Regions from separate parts of the Sus scrofa genome. Here all the other regions are linked to region 2. The links are chromatin contacts, called in public HiChIP or PLAC-seq and promoter capture Hi-C maps. All regions are on one chromosome and are shown on one strand. The core of a region is the stretch at or near the end of the contact, and the rest is flanking DNA. Distances in the headings are between cores, read along the strand shown. Region 1 holds the start of MCAM (cell surface glycoprotein MUC18). Region 2 holds the start of CBL (E3 ubiquitin-protein ligase CBL). Region 3 holds the start of LOC100522201 (histone H2AX).

Evidence for each region. Promoter capture Hi-C pulls out the DNA fragments that hold promoters and counts their contacts. HiChIP or PLAC-seq counts read pairs in DNA pulled down with a chosen protein or histone mark.
Region 1: a contact with region 2 is called in a promoter capture Hi-C map of fetal skeletal muscle, with 5 times the contacts expected there. The contact joins the promoter of MCAM here to the promoter of CBL in region 2. A contact is called at or near these places in 2 of 5 promoter capture datasets (fetal skeletal muscle and liver), 13 of 47 Hi-C or Micro-C datasets (blood, embryonic fibroblasts, fetal heart ventricle and 8 more) and 2 of 2 datasets of contacts at active chromatin or transcription factors (alveolar macrophages and skeletal muscle).
Region 3: a contact with region 2 is called in an H3K27ac HiChIP or PLAC-seq map of alveolar macrophages. The contact joins the promoter of LOC100522201 here to the promoter of CBL in region 2. A contact is called at or near these places in 2 of 5 promoter capture datasets (fetal skeletal muscle and liver), 1 of 47 Hi-C or Micro-C datasets (embryonic fibroblasts) and 1 of 2 datasets of contacts at active chromatin or transcription factors (alveolar macrophages).

What each region holds. Positions count from the first base shown.
Region 1 is chr9:46,519,739-46,523,577 of Sscrofa11.1, reverse strand. It overlaps MCAM (cell surface glycoprotein MUC18), which reads left to right and starts at 1,487. Exons shown (of 16, transcript XM_005667431.3): 1 at 1,487-1,596; 2 at 3,352-3,476; 3 at 3,564-3,771. The coding sequence starts at 1,530.
Region 2 is chr9:46,414,897-46,419,038 of Sscrofa11.1, reverse strand. It overlaps CBL (E3 ubiquitin-protein ligase CBL), which reads right to left and starts at 2,102. Exons shown (of 16, transcript XM_003129932.4): 1 at 1,600-2,102. The coding sequence starts at 1,791.
Region 3 is chr9:46,308,675-46,312,700 of Sscrofa11.1, reverse strand. It overlaps LOC100522201 (histone H2AX), which reads left to right and starts at 2,207. Exons shown (of 1, transcript XM_003129950.5): 1 at 2,207-3,877. The coding sequence starts at 2,224. The coding sequence ends at 3,048. DPAGT1 (UDP-N-acetylglucosamine--dolichyl-phosphate N-acetylglucosaminephosphotransferase) reads left to right here. Exons shown (of 9, transcript XM_003129927.4): 6 at 304-492; 7 at 804-891; 8 at 1,058-1,213; 9 at 1,297-3,877. The coding sequence ends at 1,362. It also overlaps a transcript of HMBS not described here.

The sequences.
Region 1 (3,839 bases), core at 238-2,737, 110 kb before region 2:
CCCTCCTCTTCTCAATCCCCCGACCGCCCCCCACCCCAGGCTCCAGCCTCTGGCCTGGCTGGCTTGCCATGGCCTCTGGCCACTAACGGAGACGGAGGAGGGGGTCAGCAAAGGTTCCGCTAAGGTTCCGAAAGAAAGGGCTGATGTGGTTCGAGTGTCATCTCTTTGTCATCAAAACACTATCCCAGAGCATCCTCTCAAGTCACCTGCCCATCTCTGGCATTTGCTGCCTCATTCTGCTCCTCCCCCAACCAGCAGCAGGCTGCCCTGCCAGCCAGTTGGACTCTACCCCAGGCTCCCTTTGGACCCTCCTTGTTGAAGGAGTCCCAGCAGATGTGGACCCCTTTCCCAGGGATAGGGGACTGGGCGGGGGGGGGGGGTCTCTGATGCAAGGGTCCACTCTCACTTTTAGTTCAAGAGGCCAGAAGACCCAAGGTTTGGGACGAAGGGGGCTACCGGGTTCCCCTCACCTGGCTGTGTGGCAGATCTCACTCAGGCCGGGCAGCCTGAGGTTCCTGCTGATTCCTGCTCCAAACCCTTCCTGGCAGCAGCTGAGCCGCAGCAACAGGGGGCTTGAGAGGCCTGGTGGAAGGGGCAGAGTCCCGCTGCAGGGGTCCTTTCAACCCTCCCGCACAGCAAAAGACAATGGGGGTCAAGCTGGAGACCTCACACCCATGTACTCTCTTCCCTCCCCTCTTCCTCACTCAGGCGAGGCGAGAGTGAGTGGGACTAGGCTCGATGAGTGCAGAGGGCAGAAGCAGACGTCTCAAGACGGAGGCCGGGGCCTGGACAAGTGGGACAACCCTGGGCCTGGGAATCCGGCCCCTCCTTCCTTCCTCTAGGTAAAGACGGACTTACAAGAGCTGGGAATGAAGGGACAGCCCTTAGAGCGCCATCTCCACGCCCCAGTAAAGGCACCTCTGGGTCTGTGGACCTGGGCCTACGGTTCTTCCCTCAAAGCTGCCAGGACTGCAATGCCAGGCCGGCGGCAGCCGCCGTGGTGCAATCGTTCTCTGTGGCAGGGGTCCGGAGAGGCGGAGGAGGAGGCAGGGAGAGGAATGGAATGGGAGGGAGGCCCCCATCCGGACGCCAAGGACCAGGTCAGTGGCTTCTCCGCCAGGAGGTCCCCCAGGGCTACACGGATGGGCGGGGGCTGAGCCGGGGTGAGCGCGGCGGGATCTGAAGCGGTGGGACTTCGAGCATCCGTGCCAGCTTCCCCACGTTGCCGTCTCGGCTGGGCAGTCCGGCCGGGAGACACCTGTCGCCGCCCCCTCTCGGTTCCCCAGCTGGGAGCTGGGAGGCGGGCTCCGGCCTCCCCTCGCGCCGCGCGGTCCCGCAGCAAAGCTCCGGGCATCTCGGCGCCGGGCCCGCCCCCTAGGGCTGCGGCGAGCTGGGCGGGGGGGCGCGGGGGGCTGCGCGGGGCGTGGCAGGCCGGCCCCGGCGCTCCGGGCCCCCTCCCCCGCCCCCCTGACGTCAGCCCCGGCAGCCGCGAGCTCCCTCACTTGGCTCTCGCCCTCCGGCCGGGAAGCATGGGGACGTCCGGGCTCATCTGTGCCTTCCTGCTAGCCTCCTGCTGCTGCTGTCGCCGCGTTGCGGGTGAGTGAACTAGCTGGGGGGCCCGCGCCCCGAACGGCCTGGCCCGGGAATCTTCGGCGGAGCGTGCCCGGGAGCAGAGCCGGCATCGAGACGGGGACCCGGGCTTTGCACTGCGGCGTGCGCTCCTCCTCCCCAAGTCTCGGGCACCGAGCGCCTTGCGCGCGTGCAACTCTTCTTTGCAACCAGTTTGCAGCTCTATTCCAGACCGTCCTGGGAGCCTAATTGGAAAGGCGGGGGGCTGCTTCTTGGAGCGGGAAGGGGTGGGCCGAGTCTCTTGGGTTCTGTGGAGAGCTTTTCCTCAGGTGCTTTTTCTGGGGGCCCGCGTTTAGAGCTTTGGCGGGAGACGCAGCTACAGTGCATCCCCCAAACCTGAATTCCGCGCTCGCCTGTTGCTGGAAAAGGCAGCTCTCTTAGCTGGAGGGGATGCGCCGACCCCTCCTTCTCCCGCCTGGGCTTTGAGCCAGGCTGGAGGTGAGCGAGAGGGGGAGGAACGGCGGCTCCCGCCCCAGCAGGGCGTTGGCAGAGGCTGGAGGGCGGTGTGGGTCGCCTCGCGCCTACCCGGGTGACGGGATCACAGGTGGCAGGGACGAAGGATCGAGGATTCCCAGAGCGGAAGTGCCCAGACTTGTTACACTTCCCGGAATGGGACCACATTCAAGTGGAAAATGCACCCTTGCACCTCGGAGTTTTTCTCTGGAACTGCCCAGGAGCCCGGCGCTCCCAGGTTCATGGTGCCCTTGTATGGCCCGCAGCGGTGTCGCGTTTCTCTTGGCTCCCTTTCCCCGGTCCCAGCCTCTCTTTGGCTGGGGAAGGGGAGGTCTGGGAACTAGGGTGGCCTCATGCCGGTGCTGACAGCCCCTGGGGTACCCTCGGCTGCTGCCTCCCAAGCCCTTCTGGGGAAAGGGCTAAATCGGGCTCCACAGCTGCAGAAGGTCCAGCCCCACCCAGCCCTGCCCTTCTAGCTCTGGGGAAAAGGAACTAGGGATCTCAAGCTTCTGCTCTGGTTGTAGACCACTCCATCTGCTCTGCTTGTCAGCCCAGGGCAGCCACCCAGGCACCCGAGTCCGGCCAGATGGTATGGAGTGACATCACCTCCTCGCGGGGCGGGCAGCACGCTGGCACCACTGACGTCACTCCTGCTCACTGCCTGGTCCTTGCCCTGACCCCTGCCCTTACCTCAGGGAGAGATTCTAGCCCCTCCATGACTCTGACCCCTCCACACGCACGAGGCTCCCGAGATGGGGTCCCTTGAGTGTGTGGGATGTTCACAGCGGTGCTGCTGAGGGAGTATGAGATAAGGGTCTCCTGGCCAGGGTTGGCCCATTGGCTTTTATGGGGATTTAGGGAGGAGGCAAAGGGGAGAGTGATGTCTTCTCCGGGTGTGGGACATAAAGGGCCTGTGTGCCCAGGCCTGGCACATGCCTTGCATTCCCACAGTCTGAGCTCACCCAGAGAGGAGGGGGCCTGGAAGGAAAGTGGCCTTCCTCTTGGCCCAGGCCTGGGTCACCCCCTGCCAGCCCCATCTGGGAGGTTCCTGGTGCTCGGGACCACCCCCAAGTCCAATGACCATCCCCAACTCCCTTGAACCAGGAGAAGGCTGACTCGGCTTGAGGGTAGAGTGTTTGAGGGTTAGGAAAGGACAGGGTGCCCTTCAGATCCTGGAAGTGGCAGGAAGAGCAGCTGCAGCGAGCGGCTGTGAAGGGAGGGCATGGAGAGCAGCTGGAGCTGACAGCTGCTGGGGTGCCCCCCCACCAGGTGTGCCTGGAGAGGCGGAGAAGCCCGCGCCTGAGCTGCTGGAGGTGGAAGTGGGAGGCACAGCCCTTCTGAAGTGCGGCCCCTCCCATTCCCAGAGCAACTTCAGCCACGTGGACTGGTTTTCTGTGAGTGCCCCAGAAGAGGGCAGCAGGGGGGGCAGGCAGAGGCCCCGCCCTTCACGGAGCCCCAGGACCCTCACCTCCTCCCCACAGGTCCACAAGGAGAAGCCAACACTCATCTTCCGGGTGCGGCAGGGCCAGGGCCAGAGTGAGCCTGGGGAGTACCAGCATCGGCTCCACCTCCAGGACAAGGGGACGACTCTGGCCCTGACTCACATCACCCCCCATGACGAGCGCATCTTCCTGTGCCAGGGCAAGCGCCCCCGGTCCCAGGAGCACCGCGTCCAGCTCCGGGTCTACAGTGAGTGCCCCATCCCTGCCTTGTGAGCAGTGTGGGTCCCAGGAAGTGGTGGTCCATGCACCTCCCCA
Region 2 (4,142 bases), core at 853-3,352:
AGCCCTCAAAAGACAACAGATGAGAAAAAATAAAAATAAAAATAAAAGGTATCTATGCACTTAAGATTTACTTTACATGCCTAACTTTCTGTATTGGTTTTGTTACAATTTCTAATAATAAAATTAGCATTACAACACCAACATAATCAACATACAAATACTATTATTTGTATTACAAATTGGATAACAAAATGTATTAATTACAATACCAATTGCTTTACAGGAGAAAAACTAACCCTGAAAAAGTAGCTCCTGAAACCACTGGTATGCACTACAGGAGCGCTAATTCACACACAGGACTTATTAAGCATTTATATACCACATTTATATTTGCCAAGTGCTTCATAATCACTTTTATTAGCTGTTCCAAGTCCAAAATAATCCATTAAGAACTTTTCAGAAGGGAGACCTAGGCCCAGAGTGGAACCAAAGAAAACCAATTTTACTCTGGAGGAAATAAAACCATTCTTACAATATATATCAGATACCTCTAATCACTTTTCATCTGCAGTATGAATTTTTTAAAAATAAGTTATTACTAAGTGTGAAAAACAGCAAGGCAATATTGAATTCTCTGGAACAAAAAGACTGTTTAAATACTTGAGACTACTATATGTCATTACACAGACACAGCTATGAAGAAGTAAAATTCTCCCAAACGCCAAAATTAAAGTGGAGTTATTTTCCACACTACCGAAAAAAGGTAATCAAGACGGCGCATCAGACAAGCTTAAAATCAGATTCTGTACTAAGGTGTCAGGTCCTGTTACCCAAAAAGGTAGAACCCACTGAAAAGCTGGGTGTGTAAGGAGGAAGTTCTGAAAGAGTCAGAATCTGCTGCTTAACCCGCTCAGGCAATACATCTCTCCGAAGATAATAGTTATAACCAGAACTTGTGGTTTAATCAGTGCATTTCTCAGCACCAGCAATGGATCCCATCCAATGTTTTGGGGGATAAAAACTTGAGCCAGCGCTATATGGGGAGGAAAGTTCCTCCCTCGGCCCATTTAAACATCCCCCATTTCTTTTATCTCGGAGTTACATCTTAACGAGAAAAAAACCGAAATGTTCACCCAGAGCGCGGTTTGCCTGCGGAGTTGTCAGGACCCCAGGTCTCTCAATCGGAGCCCGTAAAAGTAATTCCTTAGAGCTCATCCAGCTAATAGTTCTTAGCCGGTAAATCAAGAGCTCTTCCTCACCCGCCTCCCTCCTATCTCCCGGGGCCAATTCCGTGACCCACATCCTTACTCTCTGCACAGAGCCCCAAACTCTGCACCCCCCATTATACTTCCGCCCCGGTGGCTCCCCAGTTAACCTTCGCCCCAGCCCCCACCCCATCTTTGTCTTGCAACCCCAAACACACCATCTCAACGTTCCCCAATCCCAACCGCAGCCCTTCCCCCACCGTCGACCCCCATCCTCCGGTCCTCCTCCCCACCCCTACGCCCCCACCCCTCGGCCCCGTCACCCCAGTTCCTCGCCTCCCAGCCTCGCACGACCCGTCCCCTCCCCCAGCTTCCTCTGTCCCTTCCTTCCCCTCCCTCGGCCCCTCCGCCCACACCCACCCCTGCTCCCGCGGGTCCTAGGCAGGCCTTTCACCTTGTCCATGAGCTTCCAGCACTTCTCCACCATCTTCTTGTCCACGGTCCCTGGCGGGTGGGGGCTGAGGTGGTGGTGGTGGTGGTGCGGCTGGAAGGCGTCCTTCATGAGCCCGATCAGGCCGCCCGAGCCCGATCCTCCGGAGCCGCCGCCGCCCCCGGCCCCAGAGCTCTTTTTCACATTGCCGGCCATGGCCCGGGGAGGGTGAGGGGCCCAGCCGCGTCCGCCGGCTCCGCTCTGCTGCGAGTGAGGGAAAGAAGGAGGGCGTGAAGGAGGGGCCTCTCCCGGCCGCCGCCGCCACCGCCGCCGGCTGTCCGGGCCGAGGGAGGGGCGGCCGAGGGGAGGGGGAGGGGGCGGAGCCCGGAGCGCGAGTCCGCGCGGGCGCGCCCCTTCAGAGAGCGCGAGCCCGGGGGCGGGAGGAGCGCGCGGAGCTCAGGGAAGTCGGAGGCCGCCTCTGGAGAGGGGAGCGACCTCCTCCCAAGCCACGGCTCCCGGAAAGCGGCGGCCAAGTTTCCGCGCCGCCTCCGGAGTCCCTGCCCCGGGGGGGCGGGCCCAGGCAGAACCTTCACGCCAGTGCCCCCTGCTGGAGGAGCGGGGAAAGGACGGGGCGGGGTCTAACATGGAGTCTGCGCACTGGGTAGCAGTCAAGCCCTCCATATTCCTTATGGGTGGTTGGTCGTTGCTCTTGGAGAGGGTTATTGGAGCCTTTAAATTAAGACAGGTAGCTCTTGAAAGAATCTCGTCGTCTAGCCTTTCCTCCACACCTGACAGATGAGGAAATTGAACTTAAAGTTATTTGTTTCTTCACATTGTGGGTGAAAAAGGGAAGTTAGTGTTCTAAACTTGTTAAGTCGGGACCAAGCACAGGAATGTGACTGCTGCAGATTGTTGCATCCTGTTTAGACCCCAGAAAATCTTGAGACACTCAGGCCGCAAGCTTTTCTTCCAGGCCCTTTGACCTTCTGAAAACAAAATAGTTCTCCCTTTTTTTTCCCTTTGAATACTAGTTCCTTTTCTGGGAATTGAATATTTTCTTAAGTTACCCTGCTCAGCGCATTGCTCTGCAGGTGGGCATATCTAACATCAGGCCCCCAGCATGGAAACTGTGACCTTCAAGCCCAGGCCTGAGGAATACTCACTGCTCCCATGAAACAGAAAGGCGGTTTCCAGTCACGTCAGTTTCTAATCTAAAAGTTCTGTTGGAAGAGCTTTGAAAAAAAAAAAAAAAAAAGAACTTCCCTCCTAAAGAAGGAAGTGCCCTGCCCTAATTTGCTAATTCTGAACCTCAGCTTTGGGAGCTTGCAGGCCCCAGTGTGTCAATAAGTACTCAGTTCCTCCTTAGATTCCATGCCTGGTTCTTCCACAAAGCTCTTGACTGATTAGGGGATTAAGCTTATCAAATGATCCTGTAAGAGGGGAAAAAATATCTCCGCACTTGAGCACTCTTCAGCCAGACATCCTTGGTTTGCAATTCAATGGCCTTCATCTATCAGTGGAGTCATTCCCTATCAGTAGAATTTCCATTAATCAGTTCCTACCTAGAAAGAGTTAAAATGTCTAAAGAAAAAAATCTAGGCAAAGCTCTTAGATAATTGTCAAGATTTTGCATCCCTAGTGCCTCCACCCTTACTTGTCAATCCTCCTTCTCTCTTCCTTGGTCTATTGAAACACTTTCCTCACTGATTTCCCTGCCACCGCCAATCCATTCTGCTACCAAGCCAGTGTTCTTAAAGTCTAGCTCTGACACCGTCACACACAAAAAAGCACTTTAAACATCCCTGTTACCTCCTGAAGTTAACGGTCATGATCTAACACCAAACAGCCTTACAGTAGTTTTATACTGTTCCAATATCTGTATCCTATGCTCATCAAGTTACAAAATACCAGAATTCCTTCTCTTCTCATTACCATTACTCAGATGCCCTCTGCCTAAAGTGTGTGCTACTAAAGTTCAAGCCATTCTTTTTTCAATTTTATTTATTTATTTATTTTGCTTTTTAGGGCCACACCTTGGCAAATGGAGGTTCCCAGGCTAGGGGTCCAATCAGAACTACAGCTGCTGGCCTACACCACAGCCACAGCAACATCAGATCCCAGCCTCGCCTGCCACCTACACAACAGCTCTTGGCATGATCCTTAACCCACTGAGTGAGGCCAGGGATCAACCCTGCAACCTCATGGTTCCTAGTTGGATTTGTTCCCACTGTGCCACGACGGAACTCCTCAAGCCATTCTTCATAGTCAACTCAAATATTGTCCTCCTTACCAGACACTCTAGATAGAAATAATCCTTCCCTCAAACTTTCCAGAACCATTTATTTCTCACCTACCACATTAATTTATGCTATACTATCCTTTTTTTTTTTTTTTTTTTTTTTTTTTTTTGCTTTTCAGGGCTGCACCCCTGACATATGGAGGTTCCCACACCAGGGGTCTAATGGGAGCTACAGCTACTGGCCTACACCACAGCCACAGCAACACAGGATCCAAGCTGCAGCTGCCACCTACACCACAGTTCACGTCAACACTGGATCCTTAACCCT
Region 3 (4,026 bases), core at 958-3,457, 110 kb after region 2:
TGTGGCCTGTCTTCTGATGGAGAGGCTAAACTTGTGCATCCCTGTATTGAGTGTTTTCTGGGTTTTCAGTTGGTAATATTCTTAAACCTTATTCTCTCCCCAGCAATAGCTGGGGCCAGGTGCTCTGGGGCCCCAAGAATAGTTGGAATCAGAACCTTGGGTCCTGGAATGCTGCTGGGAGAGCTAGCATCTCCTCTAAGCCAGAACTAGGGTTGGGGTTAACCCAGAGCCCAGGGTGTGCAATGTGAGAGAAAGGATTAGTTCTGCTTCTGGCCACTGGCTAAGATCCCCTCCCCCCCACAGGTACCCATCCCGGGTGTTTGTGGGAGATACCTTCTGCTACTTTGCTGGCATGACCTTTGCCGTGGTGGGCATCTTGGGACACTTCAGCAAGACTATGCTACTCTTCTTCATGCCTCAGGTGTTCAACTTCCTCTACTCACTGCCTCAGCTCCTGCATATCATCCCCTGCCCGCGCCACCGTATGCCCAGGTAACTGCTTCGGGACTTGAAAGGCTTTTTCACTTGGGATGCCTTAGACATTTGCTGGGCAAAGGGAGTGGGCCTAAAGGAGGGCTAACGCCTTCCACGTGGTCAGCCTTTTATACATTACAGAGCACATTTAGTTACATGATCTCATTTGATGTTCACAGCAGCTCTGATTACAGGGAGCTAACGAGGAGAGCCAGAAATAGATCTTAGGGTGTTTGACTCCACTTTCAGTGCTCTTTTTATTAATTAACCACAGTGAGGAGAGTTCGTTGAGTAGTGGCCCAGTCACATGAAGGTCTCTTCCCCTGCAGACTCAATACCAAGACAGGCAAACTGGAGATGAGCTATTCCAAGTTCAAGACCAAGAGCCTCTCTTTCTTGGGCACCTTTATTCTAAAGGTAACAGGGTAACAAGGAGGTAAGGCTCTAGGCTGCCATTCTGAATTCAGGGAATGGGGAACCTAGGCCTTCATCAGCTCCATGGGGAGCTTGGAAGCATTAAGCAGATCCCCATTCCTGAAGCATGGGTATTAGCTGAAGTCCTCTCCACTTCTGGTCCCTCCAGGTAGCAGAGAGCCTCCGGCTAGTGACCGTGCGCCAGAGTGAGAATGAGGATGGTGCCTTCACAGAGTGTAACAACATGACCCTCATCAACTTGCTACTCAAAGTCTTTGGGCCCATGCATGAGAGAAATCTCACCCTGTTCCTGCTACTGCTGCAGGTGCAGTGCTGTTGGGAGTGGGGTTTACACCTCCTTCTCTCCCTTTCTCCATGGTTCTGACTCTAGTTTGTTTCTCCTTGCAGGTCGTGGGCAGTGCTGTCACCTTCTCCATTCGTTACCAGCTTGTCCGACTCTTCTATGATGTCTGAGTCGCCTAATCATTGCCTTTTGCTTCATAACCACTAGGGTCCCTGACTCAGGCTCAGCTCTTCTGGACCAAGACTGCCTCCTGGTCCAAGCCTCTCCCACCCTTCATTCTCCAGATTTTGTCCTCAGCATTTCCTTTCCCCTATGATTATTGACATCCTTGGGCCTTTCTTGCCCTCTAGGGCTGTTGATTGAACTTTGCTTATGGCTTTCTTCAACTTGCCACTCTCCCTCTCCATCCCACTTTTGCAGCCACCTAAGCAGGGAATACTGTAGCTTTTATGCAGTTACCCACAACTCTGACACTCAAGGAATATGCTGGGCCTGGGGATAGAACCCTGGCTGCGGATAGGGTCACAGGCTTGAGGATGACTTGACATTTGACTATAATTAAGTATTCTGATGATTCAGAGCAGACTGGGGGGCCAGGTGCTCCCAGTGGCAACAATAAAAAGTTGTTTTTTCTTGTTGTTTCTGTAGGTGTATTTCCTATGTGGGCATTTTAAGGTAGATTGGGAGTGTTGGTGGAGGCATTTCCTCTAAGAGTTTGCCTATCTCTCTGCCTCATCCTTTTTCTTTCAGTACCTCAGGCCACTTCTAGCAAGAAGTGAACACAAAGAACAAACCAGGTAGAACATGTTGAGTAAATACTGAAATCCTGCTGCTCCGTGGCGTAGAGAGCCATAAGATTGGCATTATCTGGTATGGGGTCGAACTTGCAGAGGGTCTCTAATTCCTTCCCTTTTTCATGCCTTTTTTGCCAGATAGGAGGGCGTGACCAGACCTGGGAAGTGAGGCAGAGTAGTCAGTAGTGCTGACCCCTTTTCTTTAAAAACCTTAAGTCCCACACACATTTCCCTGAGATGGCTTCAGACCTCACTGTCTATGTCTTCCGGTTCTGGAGTAGGGCTGTAGTGTTTAAATCTGGCGCGCTTCACATGGATTGGCTACACCGGAGAGTGGTTTGCTGTGGGCTCGCTGCAGCTCCTCCTCGCCTCTTTCCCCGGGCAGAAGGTTTTCAAATTCTACCAATCGGAGGGCGCGTTCTCTCAGCCGGGGCGCGCCACCGATTGGTTAACTGCAGCCAACCGGAGGCGGGTATTAAAGAAAAGAGCCAATCAGGAGGGCGCGGGGGTGTGCCCTGGGGGGCTTATAAGGGCGGCTTCTGGGCGCGCGCGGCACCAGTTGGACTGCGGCGGCGGCTGTTTTTCGTCCCTGCGAGGCGTTCTCCTCAACGTACATCTACCTCACGCAGCATGTCGGGCCGCGGCAAGACCGGCGGCAAGGCCCGCGCCAAGGCCAAGTCTCGCTCATCACGCGCCGGCCTCCAGTTCCCGGTGGGCCGCGTGCACCGCCTGCTGCGCAAGGGCCACTATGCCGAGCGAGTGGGCGCCGGCGCGCCAGTCTACCTGGCGGCGGTGCTCGAGTACCTCACCGCCGAGATCCTGGAGCTGGCGGGCAACGCGGCCCGCGACAACAAGAAGACGCGGATCATCCCTCGCCACCTGCAGTTGGCCATCCGCAACGACGAGGAGCTCAACAAGCTGCTGGGCGGCGTGACGATCGCCCAGGGAGGCGTCCTGCCCAATATCCAGGCCGTGTTGCTGCCCAAGAAGACCAGCGCCACCGTGGGGCCGAAGGCGCCCGCCGGCGGCAAGAAGGCCACCCAGGCCTCGCAGGAGTACTGAGGCCGCCTGCGCCGCCACGGCCGCCGCCCGGTCTTCCCTTCGCCACCACAAAGGCCCTTTTAAGGGCCACCACAGCCCTCACGGAAAGAGCTGGGCCACGACGGGCTCCCGGCCGCGCGCTCGCCCCCTCCCCAGCCTCGCCGCCGCCGCCGCCGCCTGCCCGCCCCTCCCCCGCGCGGCCCGCTCCCGCTGTGGCTCCGCCGAGGACGGCCGTTTGAAAGCCGCTCGGCCCCGGGGTCCAGCTCGTGACTGCTGGCCTGGCCGCAGACGCTGATGGGCTGCGGGGAGGACGCGGCGCCTAATGGAAGGCTGGGCCGGCCGTGCTGACGCAGGGCCGGGGAGCGCGGCGGGAAGGTGAGTGGGTGCAGAGGCCGCCGGCGGGGCCGCGCGCGTTACTCTCCAGCCCGTTGCTCCGGCCGCGACTTCAGACGGAACTCGATTTCGGGCGGCGGCGGAGTCGGTCACATTTGTTCCGGGGCCCCTTTGCTGCCGGGTCCCGGGCCTTGCACGTCCGCGCTCCCTCCATCTCCGCTCGCAGGCCCGTGCGCGTCCGGACGAGACACTTGGCGGTGTGAGCGTCTCCCGCGGTGGCCGGTCCGGGCGGGGTGGGGGCCGCGCCCCCAGGCCCGCTCCCCTCCCGGCGGGCCCACTGGGCAAGCCAAGCACCTAGATACCAGCACTACTAGTCCATTAACCCCCGTCTGGACTGAGCCGCCGTTGGCTTCGGAACTGGAATTTTGCAGCTAACCCATCCGAGACTAGTACTTTAGATATTGGGGAGTTTCAGATGGACTAATTTTGTTTATTAAAGGATTGGTTTTTATATATATGTATATGTATGAGATGTCTCTTCATTTTACAAAAGGGTTGTAGGATCGCTGACCTGTAGACTTCTAAAGGCAGTGGGGGAGGGGGGATATGAGTCAAGGCTGCACCGTAAACGGGACAAGTCACAGATTATTACAAGATTATGATGTT